Linked DNA regions of Ovis aries: all the other regions are linked to region 3. Evidence: chromatin contacts called from public Hi-C data. All regions are on one chromosome and are shown on one strand. The core of a region is the stretch at or near the end of the contact, and the rest is flanking DNA. Distances in the headings are between cores, read along the strand shown.

Evidence for each region. Hi-C and Micro-C count contacts between places; a contact is called where the count stands out from the background.
Region 1: a contact with region 3 is called in a Hi-C map of blood, with 1.9 times the contacts expected there. The contact joins the promoter of CFAP276 here to the enhancer-like site in region 3. A contact is called at or near these places in 2 of 16 Hi-C or Micro-C datasets (both in blood).
Region 2: a contact with region 3 is called in a Hi-C map of blood, with 1.9 times the contacts expected there. The contact joins the promoter of SARS1 here to the enhancer-like site in region 3. A contact is called at or near these places in 4 of 16 Hi-C or Micro-C datasets (all in blood).

The regions. Positions count from the first base shown.
Region 1 is chr1:86,407,588-86,410,621 of ARS-UI_Ramb_v3.0, reverse strand. CFAP276 (cilia and flagella associated protein 276) reads left to right here and starts at 1,782. Exons shown (of 6, transcript XM_027972593.2): 1 at 1,782-1,953; 2 at 2,122-2,280. The coding sequence starts at 2,191. It overlaps ELAPOR1 (endosome-lysosome associated apoptosis and autophagy regulator 1), which reads right to left and starts at 771. Exons shown (of 21, transcript XM_060412451.1): 1 at 551-771. The coding sequence starts at 703.
Region 2 is chr1:86,494,935-86,497,752 of ARS-UI_Ramb_v3.0, reverse strand. It overlaps SARS1 (seryl-tRNA synthetase 1), which reads right to left and starts at 1,421. Exons shown (of 11, transcript XM_004002273.5): 1 at 1,184-1,421. The coding sequence starts at 1,319.
Region 3 is chr1:86,452,310-86,455,283 of ARS-UI_Ramb_v3.0, reverse strand. ELAPOR1 (endosome-lysosome associated apoptosis and autophagy regulator 1) reads right to left here. Exons shown (of 21, transcript XM_060412451.1): 4 at 2,538-2,685; 5 at 1,986-2,066; 6 at 1,260-1,365; 7 at 979-1,128. Among named protein-coding and RNA genes, the nearest start is that of SARS1, 43 kb to the left of the region's middle. Within about 2 kb of position 1,268, at least 6 of the 54 cell types and tissues checked have an H3K27ac peak or open chromatin away from gene starts, as enhancers often do.

The DNA of each region.
Region 1 (3,034 bases), core at 533-3,032, 45 kb after region 3:
GACTTAGCAGCCCACAAGGCAACCAGATGTTGACTACCCAAGGGTCCCTCTCGCAGACCTCCCAACATTTACCTGCCTTCCCTGAAGCCATGATACGATCACAGATATTCCCACTTCCATCCATTACTTTCCTCTAGCCTTCCAAACTCCTTTCTTACCCCACTTCTCCCCTTTCCCACTTTCTATTTTGCCCCTCTGTACATAATCTTTTGTTTTCAACCACTTTTAAGGTAATTTCATTTCAGCTGGGAAACAACTCCTGTCTTCTTCCCTCGTTCCAAGCCCAGGGACTCGAGTCCCTCCTGAGCTCCTTGGAGCTGGGACCTTTCCCGAGCTCAGCAGTCCAAGCTGTGAGGGTGATCTATTCTGTGAGTCCTCCAACGGGGTGGCCCCTCCATGACGCCAGTCTGCTCCTCTTCCTTTTTCCCCCTATCCCCATAGAACCTAAACTCCGTGCCCTCTGAAACTGTCTGTGTCTAAGTCGCCAAGATCTCCGCTGGGATCCAAGATTTTTTTGACCTAAGTGGGGTCGGGTCGGGGAGGACAGTACCTCTTTGCAGGAGTGAAGCTCCGGTCCCGCTCCCTGAGTCACCTGGAAGGCGGTCCCAGCCCAGAGTAGCAGCCGCAGAAGCCGGAGTGTGCGCGGCTCAGTTCTTCCCCTGCCTCTGGCAGAGGGATGGAGGCTGTGGCCAGGCTCAGCCATAGTGTTGTTCAGAGCGAGCGACAGCAGCGGCTCAGGTGCTGCGGCTGCAGCTACTGCTGGCAGAAGGCGGAAAAAAAGGGGAGGGAGATTCACAGGGGGCAGGATGTAAGGGGCTGGGCTCGCTTCAGTCACCTCCCTGCGGCTACGCCAAGGCCGCCCATCCTTCCTCCTCCCTCCTTTCTCTTATCCTCCTCCTACCCACGTCGCCTTGGCAACCGCCTCCTCTTTCCCTTCGCGCGGGTGGGGCAGGGACCACGAGCTCCTCTGCCGCTCACCTGCCGGTCGCCATGGCAGCCGCCGCCGCTAGTGTGCGCGGCGCAAAAATGCACGCGCCCAGGGTCCGCAACCGGCCCAGCAGGCGCGCACAAGGCTCGTGCAAAGAACGCGGTGGAAACAACCTCCAAGCCATCACTACCAAATTCATTATTTCGGGCCATCGGATACCTACGAGCATCACTAATTTTGCAGACGTGGCGTTCTACATATACTTATTAAGCATCTTGTTAAAAGCAACAGAAAAATGACCGCTATGATGTCTCTCCTCCAGGGATTATAGCCTGGAAGACTGGCCCGGGCAGCTGTTACCTAACTGTTACCTACTGTAACAGCTGCTTCTGGAGGTCTTATTTCCACCACACCAAACCCATTTGTGAATTTACAACCAGTCCTATGCGAAACCATGGGACTCACATAGTCAAGCCGAGTTTAAGCAAGGAGAGTTTGCCTTAGCTGGGCAATTTTCCAAACACACCTGGACTCTTCTGTCATCGCTCTGAGAAATCCTTTCAGGAGAAGGACATTTCAGGGCTGGCTATCTTTTATGAATTCTTTCCTAAACTGAAGTCTTTTGCAGAAGATCTGTAAGATGGGAGGCTAGCGTTTTTCACCGACGGCTCGCGAGTGCAAATCCAGGGCTCCCGAGTACACTCGGCGACTCTTTCGCCTCTGTGTTCCCAGTAGCTTCTTCCCGAGGGGCCTCCCGCGTTAGACCGCCAGGTGGCGCCCTTCTCGGAGGGAATTCGCCTTAGTCACAGAAGGCCGAGCAGTTGCCTGGCAACTGAAATTGGGCGTTCCAAACAATTGGGACCCGGGCTCCTCCGCGTGCTAGGTTGTGTGCGGCTGCGCGGGTCTCTCATCCCTCTTAAAAGCGCCTCGCTCGGTGTTTTATCATGCCTCTCACCCGAGACCCTTTCCAGAACCCTGCGTTGGATAAAGATGATTCCTACTTGGGAAAGTCGCGGGCTTCCAAGGTACTGAGGTTTCTTACGCAGGTACCCAGTAAGGTCGACCTCACTCTTCTGTCGGCCTGACCGGAAGTGGTAACTTAACTCTGGTGAGGACACTGAGTCAGGTACGGGAGAGGTCTGTTTTCTGCCTACCTCCATGATCCCATTTTCAGGTCTCCCCACCTTTCACAGGTGCTTTTGAGCAGAGGGAAGTTTGGCGCTCTAGTCCAGAGGAACAAGGGGCACTTGCGGACCTAAGCAATGATTGGTATGGCGGGGCTTGCACAGGCCCAGATTCCACCAAGCAACGCTTTGCCCTATTTGGGAAACTCTTCTATAAAGAGACGTGAGGTATATAGAGTGGGAAAGAGGTATCAAACACCAGGTCATGCTTTATGCATCTGTCTTTGATTCATGTTGGAATGTGTTTGTGTATCTATGCGTGTTTCATGATGATCCAGGAGGAGTAATGGACCCTAAAGCAGTGATGCAGGGGGTGGCGGTAAGATGCAAAGGGCAGGACTGATGGGGCTTTGTGACTGACTGGATATGGGCCCAAGAGAGTGGCCCATCTAGGAGGGCTCCTAGGTTTCTGAGGGCTTAGCTGATACCATTTACTGAATGAGGTGTCCGGGAAAAGCAGGTTTGGGGAGAATGCCGTTGAGATCAGTGATGTTGCTGTTGTTTTTTGGTGCCTGTGGGACACTTCTGTGGAGATGAAGAGTAGACAACACGGTTAGGGGTGTGGGTTGACGATGTGTGGAAGCCACAGTGTTCATATAGTGGTGCTTGAAGCCAAAGGAGGGAATGAGCTCACCCAGTGAATGTGAGAGTCAGAAAGGCAGAAATGAAACCCCTGGAGAATCCCACTTAGGGGCAGAGAGAGAAACAGAGCTGAGAAGGAAGCTGAGAAATAACAGCCAGATGCAGAAGAAAAACCAAGAGGAGCTAGACCCATGAAGGATGGAGAGAACATTTCGTGGAATCCAGAGTTATGGCGCCAGAAACCACTGAGGTCAGATAAGATCAGCTCTGGAAATGATCCATTTGACCTAACCACAAAGGTCGTTAGCAAGAGTAGTTTCAGTGGATGCTTGAGGCAGAG
Region 2 (2,818 bases), core at 172-2,671, 42 kb before region 3:
GACTCAGTAAACAGTGTCCAAACTAGTTTTTCCCCCCCTCCCATTTAATTCAGTTGCAACTCAAAACTTCACATGTGGATTCAGGTGGTGGGATTTCAGTCAAACAAACCACCAGAATCAGTAGAATACCTGAGCTAAACTAATATTCTCCTGGTACCCAATACCCTATATTACCAACTCTTCCTTCAACTCCTTCCCTACACGGGTGACACTAAAATGTAGGAAAATCAACTTTCCTAACAGAAATCCAACATATTTTTGGACAGTGACCGCCTATGCAGTGAGCTGTCATAAACCTGGCTCTCTAGCTGGTTGCAGACCTATTGCATCAGACAGAGTAAATCACGTGTTTGACAGTATCCGGCCAACTGGTGACTACTCCGCCTAGTCTAGGCAGATTGATAGGCAGAGGGTTCTACGGTGTTATTTAGCATCATGAAGGATGCCCGGTCCAGTTCCAGGTTCTAGCCCAACTCTACCAATGTCCTTCCCGGAAAACTTCCACAAATCACAACTAAACAGCCTCAATAATTAAAAGCGTTTCCTTGCTTCACCACATCCCTATGCCCATGTCTGATCTACCAAGGAAGATTATTCTCGGTTCTTAAAGGTTTGCCCACAGTTCAGGGGGAGGCTCAGTTCCCCAAGGCTCCGGGATCACTGTTTTTAGCCAGGAGCGGCCTCCTCAGTCCCAAAATGCTTTCAATATGGACGGAGTGAACCTACTGCGCTGTAGATATGACTCAGGTTGAAACCTTTGATTCTGTCGAGAGAGAAAAAGATCACTATGACCTCGCTAAAGATGAGAAAAAGACAGAAGGCGACCAAAGACACGTGTTCGGAAAGGGGAACTCTCCAAACCTCCCACCCAGGCTTTCCTCTGGCTACCCTTGCAGCCGGAAGACTTGACAGCTCTTGATGCGCCTGCGCCACGCTCCTTTCCTAGACTCAGAAGTAGCGATCGGCACTCAGCCCACCGAGAAGGGAGGTGGCACAGCCCGGCGGAGGGGGAAAGAGGAATAATCCGACTTTAGGGTGCCGGATGCGTTTTGAGGGGGACAGAGAGCGCTTCGGAGCCATCGCAACCTGGGAGAGAGTCTTAACGAAGGGTGGAAGTTCAGGAGAGCCGACAGATGAAGTTGGGGATAGGGTCCGGGGCTACTCCGCATGTCCCGGTACTTACATCGTCGCCACTCGCTGTCTGCATTCACCAGCTGGTCCACCAGTGCCGGGTCCTTGAAGCGCTTCTCCTGCGACTCTCGGATGAGCGCTGGGTCCCCCCCTTTATCCACCCGAAACAAATCCAGATCCAGCACCATCGTTCCTTCCCCCGGGTCAACACTAAGGGAAGTGAGGTTCGTCCCACAGCAGTCAGCCTGTGACCGCCGCACTGCACCCGCGCACTTATCCGCCCTTCTTGCGTAGGCGCGGCGGAAGCGTGGGGACGCCCCACCTCTGGACCGGAAGCGGCTGTAGCGGAAGCGGGTCCGCGGTTGGGTGGGCGTGGGCCCCCTGGGGTGTGTTTAGGTCCCGCTCTTGAGCGGGTTTTAGCTGCTGCTGTCCTTTCTTTCAGTGGCACTCAGCTCCAGTACTCTTGCCTGGAAAATCCCCTACAGAGAAGCCTGGTAGGCTGCAGTCCATGGGGTCGCTAAGAGTCGGACAGGACTGAGCGATTTCACTTTCACTTTCATGCATTAGAGAAGGAAATGGCAGCCCACTCCAGTGTTCTTGCCTGGAGAATCCCAGGGACTGGGGAGCCTGGTGGGCTGCCGCCTATGGGGTCGCACAGAGTCGGATGCAACTGAAGCGACTTAGCAGCAGCAGCTTCAGTGCTTTCTTTCCAGCCCTGCCTGCTTCTGTAGGGGCTCTAATTGTCCCATGGAAGAGCAATGAGTGCCTGTTTCCTCCCCGTATTAAAGGGCATATCTAAGACAAGGCCTGTCAGTATAATCACTGGCTTGGAAGCTGGGGCCTCCAGTAGATTCCAGTTTCCACCTTACAAGCTTCTAAGACTTACAAGTCCTAAGACTGGACCCTCTCTCTGAACCTCTACTCTTTTCTCCATCTTGAGTCAAGAGAGTGGCAAAACGTTTTAATCCCTAGATTACTTCAATTCAAAATTCCTCCTCTCCTACATGAGTTAGGATACCTTTCTTAATCTGATTATTGAGTACCACCAAACTGTCTCTTTTGCAACGCTTCAGATCTTGGGGTAGGAGGAGTGGGATTGAAGTCTTTCAGAGAGACACTTGAAGAGACTTTTCCAAGGGGAAAATAGGAGATTTGAAGGCAGTTTAAGATATTGAATTCATGTCTTGCATCTATGTGAAAATTTCTAGAACACAGATTTCATCATATTTTAATTTTATAACATTCAGGCCTTTACAGTGAAGTATTCTGGTTGATGAGTGGAGCCAAAGTTATCCAAAAATTTCCCTGATAACAAGAGCTTTATTTGAAGGATTTGGGAATGGGCATACTCTGACCTGGGCTTCCCAGGTGGTGCTAGTGGTAAAGAACCCACCTGCCAATGTAGGAGATGTAAGAGATCCTGGTTCCATCCCTGGGTCTGGACAATCCCCTGGAGGAGGGTATGGCAACCCACTTCAGTATTCTTGCCTGGAGAATCCCATGGGCAGAGGAGCCTTGCAGGCTACAGTCCATAGTATCTCAAAGAGTCAGACATGACTGAAGACTTAGCACGAATGCACACATACTTTCCCACATCCTTCCCACTTTACCAAGAGTTGAGAGTCCCACCCTCAGTGCCGCAAAGCTAACTGTGCTAAGACCTTGGTCTTATGCCATTTGCTTGTGC
Region 3 (2,974 bases), core at 19-2,518:
CTATGTTCCAAGGAACCCTGGACTTTTTGACAAGGCCTGCTTTAAATTCAGTGGATGCTTTGAGTTCAATGGATAAAAGATTATAGCTTCTTGCTTTCAAAATGTTTTACACATCAATACAACCTCTTGGCTCTTCTAAATTAACTGATAATGATTGTTATAAATTTAAAAACATAAATGTATACCTCTTTATCTACTGTATAGAATATTTATAATCTTATTTAAGGTTTTATTAAAAAACAAAAAACAATCGCAACCCCTTTCCCTAGCTTTTCTAATTCCTCTAATTCTGAGCTGCTTTTTCTTTTTGCTATGGTACCCTGCACTTTTTGCTGTCTAATATACAATATACTTTATTACATATTTATTATTTAGTTATTATAGTTATTACTTATTCCATTTACATTCCAGGATGTAAATTCTATGAAGACAGAAAGTGAAAATGTTAGTCGCTCATTTGTGTCCGACTCTTTGAGACCCCATGGACTATAGCCTGCCAGGCTCCTTGTCTATGTAATTCTCCACAAGAATACTGGAGTGGGCTGCCATTCCCTTCTCCAGAGGCTCTTCCTGACCCAGGAATCGAACCCAGGTCTCCTGCATTGCAAGCAGATACTTTACTAACTGAGCTACCAGGGAAGAGCATGAAGACAGGGATCCTTGTCTAATTTGTTTACTGATGTATTCCAAACACCCAGAATAAGGCCTGGCAGATAGTAGTGGCTTGATAAATACTTATTGAATGATTTCATTTCAAGAGTGATTGGTGGATTAGCCAGGCTCTTCCAGGGCCCAGAAAGCAAGGGCTCTAGAAGAATCATCTTCAGCTTGGCCAAAAGGATGGCTCCACTTCCTGTTCACCTCTGTATATATGTTGGTACCTCCCCCGACTCCACCCTACCCCACTCCCCGCACGCCCCCACTCCCCCCGCCCCAACCCCCAACGCGCCCGAAACACCAAACTCTTCCTGCCCTCACCTGAATATTTGTCAGGGTCACACTGGTGGCAGGAAGTTTCTCCCTTATTGGAATAAAAATTGGCTGGGCATAGTTTGCAGGAAGAGGAGCCCTGCTGGTCTGCGTACGTGCCAGGTTTGCAGGGGAAGCATTCTGAAGTGTAGGCCACCCCTGGGGAGGAAGAACAACATAGAAGGGCAAGGATTGAGCCTGGAGACTGAGGGCCGTGGGGACTAACCCCACCCTCCCTGCAGAAGTCAGCATCAGACCCCAGACCCAATCCTACCATCTACAATCCGTACCTGTTATGGCAATGTTTCTCACCAGCACGGGCTTGGACACTTTGGACCACACTGAGAAGGCTGTGGTTCTCCAGTAGAGGACGTTGTTGCCTCGATTTAGCTCGACCTAAAAACCACAAACAGGAAAGAGTTCCCTCACAGAGACAGATGCTGCTGGTCCATTGCATCAGCCTCCTGGGGGGACCCCTCCTGTTGCAGCCTGCAAGGCAGCTCCTGTTCTGCTCCTCTCCCTCCGCCTCCTCAGCATTGCCCTTCTGCCCCCTTGGCTCAGTTCCTCTCTCCTTCGAAGCCTCCTCCTCCAACTCTCTCAATGTCCTCTCCCTTGAACCCTCAATCACATATATCATGAACATTTCTGCGGTGAGATCAACGAAGGGACCTGAAGATACTGACAACAGCAAGGCGGAATCTCCCTCCTTATTCTTCTCTGGTTCTGTTTATCCATGCCCAGCCCCAGGAAACTGGGCCCTTTAAACCTGCAGAGCTCTGGTCCTTGGGGTCAAGCCAGAGGAGTGAGTCAGTTCACATCCATATTATGCCAACCCATGAGAAGAGAAACTACAGCATCCTCATGTTGTCAGGCTCCTGCCCTCCAAGGAGAGAAGGGTGGAGGCCCAGACTGGGAGGAAGAGGCCTTTGTCCTTGGTCCCTTTTCTGGGGTCTCTAGGGAGAGGCCCTTGGTCCCTTTTCTGGGGTCTCTAGGGAGAAGGCTGCTCTGATACTCACACTGTGAAATTCCCATCCTTTCTCTGTGGTTTTCATCCACCTCGAGTCATCTGCATTGGGCTGGCACTGGTCATTCTGAACCTGAGGCAGCAGGAATTTGAGATCAGAGTCTTAGCTTTCTAAGGAAACAAGTGTCTTACCCCACAAAGCACCAGCCTTCCACAGGGCCCCTCTTATGGGAGAAAGACAGCTCAGAACTCATGAGCCTTGAAGTAGGGCAGGAGCTAGTTACACACACAGGATGTCAGTACATTGACACTAAAGAAATTTTGCAGAACTCAGAGCTATTTTCATGCCCGAACATGGGAAAGCACCTAGGACTCTCCCAGACTGTACTGTTCCCCACCAGGGTCCTCTGACTTCCATCTTTTCTTTAACTCTTGAAGCTTCAGCTCATTTTGACCACAGTTCTCTCCAGAGGGAAAAATGACTGTGAAAATTTCCCAAGCAGGACTGTGTGTGATTTCTGTAAGTGCATCTGAGCCTTACAGGGTCTTTACCTCCAACCTTCCCACCTCCCCCCACCTCCCTGCCCCCCAGCCAGGGGCTTACAAAAAACTCGAAGATGATGCTGGAGTCTGGGTAGTAGTATTCAAAGTTAACAGTGCCAGACTGCTTCAGGTTGACGGCATACATCAGCGTGGCCGTGCACTCGTCTGTGTTGGAGGCGATATAGTCTCCCAGTGGAACCCACTTGGACCTGTGAGGAAATAGGAGCCAAGGTCACAGTCAGGAGGCCAGCCCACCAGGGCTTGCACGATCTCAGATCTCATGTCCTGCTAGGTCTCTGCAGAATTTCAGACTGGTGATTCATAAGCAGAAGCTTACACGTGAAAATGCTCAGTGAAGAATGACCTCTAGGTCAAGGAGCCTGGAGGTACAGCCAAGAGGAAGTCAGGTAGGTGCACTCCCGCATTATACGGAACTACCCAGAAGATAGACGGCGGGCAATATTGTTCAGGTGAGGAGTAGGGGGGTGGGGGGTAGAT